Linked DNA regions of Rattus norvegicus: region 1 is linked to region 2. Evidence: chromatin contacts called from public Hi-C data. All regions are on one chromosome and are shown on one strand. Each heading gives the region's core, a stretch centred on a gene start, on an enhancer-like site or on the middle of the called end of the contact. The rest is flanking DNA. Distances are from core to core; before and after follow the strand shown.

Region 1 (3,005 bases), core at 474-2,973, 190 kb after region 2:
CAAAGGAACAACATGAAGCCTCTAATTAGCAAAAAAAAAAAAAAAAAAAAAAAAAAAGAAGAAAGAAAAGAAAAAAAAGAATCAGGTATCATGTTCAAGCTATCTCAAAAGTCAGAAACTGCAACTTCAGCACTAACAATTGCTTTTCTTCGGGGTTTTCCAAACCCCATGTAAATAAGGAAGACTTTCTCCCGAACTGTTTGATCCGAGAGTGATCATAAGTGAAAATTACTTGCTGTGTCGTAACCTGATTACTTAGTAAAGGGCTGATTTGAATCCATGTCGTGTCTGGTTTTAAGTGTTTAAAGCATGGTATTAAAGCAAGATCTCGGACACATGTCACAGAAATCTTTCAGTGTCCTGCCTGCTCTCTAAGGCTACCTGTCTTGCTTTTCAGAGAACTCAGATAGGAACTGCCTGAAACATATCATCTCCCAAAAGCGATGCTGCAGTTAGAGGTGACGTCCCCTCCCCCTCATAAAGAATTAAATCTTTTAGAAGGTTCTCAATCCCTGTTCCTGCCTAGAAGTACACAGCCAGGGTTCTCTCAGTGCAGTGCCAGGAACATACAAGCAGCATTCACACCATGACCTCCCAATTATAATGCTTCTTTCCTGAGCATTTTCTGATACTCGGGCCTGAGTATTATTTTTGCTATGCCTGCTTCATCATGGCTTATGCTAATGCATTTAATATTGACCTTCTTTAACTTCCCAGTGCAATAGCTCTCACAATTACTATTCTAATTCGTAAAGAGCATAAAATCTTTGTGACTGACAGTTTTAAATAACAGAAAGCACTCTAACTGTGGAACAGTGTCAAATAAACATCCAGCAGATTTCTTTCTTCAGTGTTAGTGGGGGAGAAAACTAGAGCACGTTTTAGACAAATGCAATTGTAAATTTCATATGTTTTAACATTGCTTATAGAACCTCACAGTCCTTGCCTTATACTGTTAAGCTCTAAACACACAAGCATTCTACATTTTTTCGTATAAAATTAAATACTATTAAATGTTAACTTTGAGCTACTTGGCTCTACAAGGAAACAAGACAGATTTCATTGTCGGTTTTGTTTCTCAGGAAATCTTGAAAAAAAAATCTCCTTTCTCTCCTACTTACATATAAGCCAACAGCTTGTTAAAAGCCTGAAAATAGATCTGTTTCTCATAAACACTAGGACAGCAGTCAGCAGAACTGTTGATATACTCTAACAGCTACTTACACTCGGTAGGCATGGTAATGATTGTTTCCGTGGTAGCGTGATAATCGTCATCTTCCAAAGAGCCGTCACTGCTGTCATCCCTCTGGACGTCGTACTGATCGATCAGTTCCCGGAGTGGAGGCGCTCTGGGCAGAAGTTGTCTTATAGCATCTTTGCTGATGTTAGGCGCTGTTTCCAGGCGGAGTTTACTGAGGATTTGAATTTTTATGGCTTCTATTCTGGAGTACCTTGTGTTTTGTCTCCACGCACACGCATTACACAGCCCCTCTTTTTCCACATTCGCCTCTCTCTCACTGTCCTCATTTAGATCCACTGGGCCAGCAGCAATCAGCACAAACAGGTAAATATAAACATACATTTGCGGTTTTTGAATCATTTTAAAATCGGCACAATCTCTTTTTTCCTTGTTCTTATTTCTTCTCTTTTGCTTTTGAATAATGCCAAGTGAAATATCAGTGCATGTACCGTCCGGGAGACAACCTGCCACGCCAGTGAGTCCTGTATACTGTATTCCAAGTGGCTTTTTATATTCCAACTTAGAGGAGACAAGTGTCGTCAGGATCTATGATTGGCTCCTGCTCCACAATGAATCTCGCTGTCAGAGGTTAAAACCCTGTCTGTCACAAGTCACCAAGCAGTATTTTGTTACAGTCGAGGGCAAGCTGATTCATTTGACTACTTCATACATGAAATAAATCCCCAAATCATGAAAGATATATGTGACATTTGATAAACTAAAGTCCGTGTACTAATACAAACTGTACTTAAAGCTTATTAATTTCTGTAAAACTCTTGCTATTGTTTAAGTTGGCAAATTTTAATTTAGACTCTGTGTTTAAAATAGAAATGTTAATCCTTTAAGACATGGAGTGCTATTTTGTTATTAAAACAAATATTTGAGGTAAAAAATATGCATGAAGTGATGGATAATTAGAGAAGTAAAATTAGGAAGAGCTGGCTAAATTGAAAGAAAGCTAAGTTTGTGACCCTGCTAAAAAGTTGCATCAGTAATTTGAGAAGCCCGTTTTCACGGTTTATTTGTTAGTACATATTACAAACCAGTCCTGTTTTATTTCCACGTACATGGAATTAACTTTTGATAGCTTAATGTCTTGGAACACTAACATGAAAACTGGGCTTGATTTTAGCTTATTAGCATTGCTATTTTCTATCCTAGAGATACATATTGAAGCCTGAGTGTTGCTTTGTTGTTACTGCCCACAGGATAATGTAAGCTAGGAGGCCGGGCTCTGTACTTAGGACAAGCAGATAATGGATTTTTGTAAGTGGCACTGGAGCATTACTTCAGTTTGACTCAGGCTTCCAGGCTGAGAGGAAAGTGCAATCTGTGTTCTCTGTGAATGATGTCAGAGCCATGAGCACACAAAGAGAAAGTTGCATGTAGAGGGGTGTCCTTTGTTGTGTTCCAACACTGTCATAGGTTAGCACCCCTTTGCCAGTGTCTCATTTTGACCAGAGGGAAGAAACCTGGCAGGGATCTGGGGAAGAGTCTGCAGCAGAGAATGGTGCTTTTTGTTCTCTGAATTTAAGTGGCCTCTGCAGGGATCAAACTTCTACCCTTGGCTTTAGGAGCCACAAGATCGACTGGGGTGAACTCTTAAAGAGGTGAACAAATGCAGCGGCAGGGGCAGAGAACACCTCCAGGCCACAGATTCCCTCCTCCTTTTTGGGAAGCTGAAGAGTCTTTAGAATTTTAATCTATTACTTCCCCCACCCCAAGAGAATATAATGGCTTGTATCAAATATTTATTTTTAGGTCA
Region 2 (2,998 bases), core at 452-2,951:
TAGGTGATGAGAATGAGTTCTCCATCTCTGAATTGACTTGCCCTATCCGATAGGATACCTAGGGATAGATATGGATAGATAACAGTTGGATGTTGCAAATTTAGTCAGTTTCACTTGTCATTTCTTTAGAGCCCTTACTTCAGTGCCTGGCATACTCAGTTGTCTGACACTGCCGCGGCTCCAGGTTTTAGAACTACGTAATCTCAGTCTCTGGTTTGCATGTATCTCAGTTGTGTTTGATTGTATGACTTGACTAGCTCCCTTTGCTAAACTTTCACTGTGTAGCTGTTGGGCCCTGTCACTGTTTGAAGTTATCTGTATGCTGGTAAGAGTGCCAGTAACTGAGGGTCTCTTTGATTACTGAAAATTTCCCCATGGCCATATTACTTGTGCTAAGGCCAGAATACACCGTTCAGGTAGGAGTGCCAGAAAGCAGTGACGTTGATACCTAATGTTTAGGAAAGGGGTATGAGGGGTTGGGGATTTAGCTCAGTGGTAGAGCACTTGCCTAGCAAGCGCAAGGCCCTGGGTTCGGTCCCCAGCTCCAAAAAAAAGAAAAAAAGAAAAAAAAAAAAAAAAGGAAAGGGGTATGAACGTGAGATACTGCCGTGTCCTCCTCTCTGGTCATTGAATGTCTGTGTAGTGGCCTGATTTCAGCAGTGTGGTATTCTCCAGATTCACTTGTCCTGTTTTGTGTGGGTGGGCATGTGTGCGTGCCTGCCTGTGTGCGTGCGTGCGTACATACATGCGTATACGTACTTGACTAAGGATTCACTTATGCTCTGGCTTTGGAGGCTCTATAAAGTTGACCATAGTAGGCTGGAAAAACATTGTAAAGATGATGAAATTCAGTGGGAAATTCTGCCATTAAAACACAAAGAGGACGAGGCCTCAGTCCCTGGACTACAGATGTTCAGAGCTAGGTTTAGGAGGAAATTCCCAAGTATCCTCTTCAGCCTCTAGCCCAGACCTAGTATACCAGGTTCTTCCTCGGCTAGTTTACTCAGCACTTGCTTTACTTAGAGCTCACTTGAGCCTGCACCTAGATTTTAGGGTACAGCTGGGAGTAGCCAGTCTTTCTTCTGGAGAACGTACTTGGCTGTCTGCAGCCTTGAAACGAGTGCAGAAAGCTCATTTTAAACGTGGTATAGAGTGTGAAACCTCAGAGCTCTCTACTGCTGCTCCGTGGCTGGGGCTTTGATCGGCTGCGTTAGTGTATAAATATTTGATCACCTAGCTGTCGTCTAAACTGGCAGGTAGAAATTAAACTTTATATCGTGAGAGTATTGTCAGGAACTAATGTGTTCCGATGTGTCTGTTTTCTGAAGATGTGGCCAGCCTTTGAGCGGTCGTACCAGCCTTGTCTGCTAGATGGCAGCATGGCACTGAGTCTGTGAGTGTGACCTCTGCGCTTCTGACGTAGGATGGCTGCTTGCTTATCTGTTGGTCACTATCTTGCTTGTTTGTTTCTTTTTTTTGTAGATTAGTTAAGGTCATATGACACCTACATTTATCACTTTATCTTTTTATCTTTGAGATATTCAAAAGGGCTCACACAAATAATTGAAATCATTTTACTTATCAGAATTTACCAAAGAATTGTTGAAATATCACAAGAAGATATTGACTAGGCTTGGTTCTATCTGAAACCTCTAGTAGTCGCTGTAGATCTTAGTGCACCGTACAGATGCCCTGTCTTAAGATGCATGTTTCCAAGAGTGCTGGTCACTAACAGCTGAGTCTCCCTCACTTCTTCTGAAGGGATCTGTGTTAACCAGGTCATAGAGAACAAGCACTTGGCACTGAGTGACTGATGAAGGGTTGTTAAGGTACAACCATCTCAGGAAAGTGCTTTTCTGTCCTTTCCTATAGGTGCTCGTGCCAGGCCATGCCCCAGTAAAGACCTGTTGATTAGTCTCTGTCCCAAAGTCTACTTCTTGGAAATCTTCTGTAGATAATCTCTTTATATTACTGGTGAGGAAAATGGGGCCTTACAGAGTTAAATGCCAAGTTTTCTTACTCCAGTTTCAAAGGAGCATTCATCATAATGGAGATGAAACCCTCTTATTATCATAGTCACCACAGTGCGTGCACGAATTACTCTGGGGTTGGTGCTGATACAAACTGGTCACTGTGGCTATGTAGAATTATAGCACTTTCAATTATCTAAGTCCACAGGCTTATCGATTTTACAATAATAATGTCTGTTCATGAATGTGCTATTGCTACTTTTTAGCATATTCATGCTATTACTCAAAAGCCAGGGTTTACTGTACCTTGCTACACCTGTAAGAGCTTCCTACATCTTATCTGTACCACGTCTTTTAGATACATTGAAAAGTTTATAACTTTTTTTCCTGCTCTGGACTCCACTGTAAAAAACAATATGCTCTTGTGCTTAAATCAGTGATGGAATCAGTTGCTTAGTCCCTGTCTACATTTACCTACGCTCCTCATGTTGGTGACTCTTTCCTGAAAATTGGTAGCCATCTGTAGGCAGATCCCTGCTAGTTTTCACAAAATGTCTTTGTTCTGTAGTGCAAGTTCATTGATTTGTTCTGTTCTTTCCTATCGATAGTTGTGGTCCCCGTATTTGTTACTTCATAACTAATGTTCATGTTTGCCGGTCCACCCATGCAGCAGGTTTAGAGTTGTCACAGTGGGGTTGGTCGTGCTCTAAGCACTCACATTTGTTACGAGCCATTCCGTAGAGAGAACACGGATCTGTAGGTTTGTTTAAGCCCCCATGCGTAGAGGGGTACACTGAGAGCTGGGAGACCTGTAAAGGGCAAGAGGAAGCCTCCAGCGTTAGACTGATGTCAGACAAATAAACGCAGCTCTCTTCAGTGTCAGGAGCTTCCTGTGTCATACACAGCCACAGTAGCAGAACTTTAGTGTAAGCAGGGTCATGAGTTTTTGAATCCTGCTTTCTAAATGGTGGTTTAGCTCACTACGGGCAATAGAAAATGCTTTGAAAAGTTTACAGTCATTGCCTTAA

The links. Hi-C and Micro-C count contacts between places; a contact is called where the count stands out from the background.
Region 1: a Hi-C map of prefrontal cortex shows a contact between it and region 2, with 4 times the contacts expected there. The contact joins the promoter of Mstn here to the enhancer-like site in region 2. A contact is called at or near these places in 12 of 12 Hi-C or Micro-C datasets (the A7r5 cell line, the Rat2 cell line, Schwann cells and 7 more) and 1 of 1 datasets of contacts at active chromatin or transcription factors (oligodendrocytes).

Annotation. Positions count from the first base shown.
Region 1 is chr9:55,949,190-55,952,194 of GRCr8, forward strand. It overlaps Mstn (myostatin), which reads right to left and starts at 1,724. Exons shown (of 3, transcript NM_019151.2): 1 at 1,225-1,724. The coding sequence starts at 1,600.
Region 2 is chr9:55,759,975-55,762,972 of GRCr8, forward strand. The region is part of intron 3 of Pms1 (PMS1 homolog 1, mismatch repair system component); the gene reads left to right. Among named protein-coding and RNA genes, the nearest start is that of Pms1, 16 kb to the left of the region's middle. Within about 2 kb of position 1,702, at least 2 of the 93 cell types and tissues checked have an H3K27ac peak or open chromatin away from gene starts, as enhancers often do.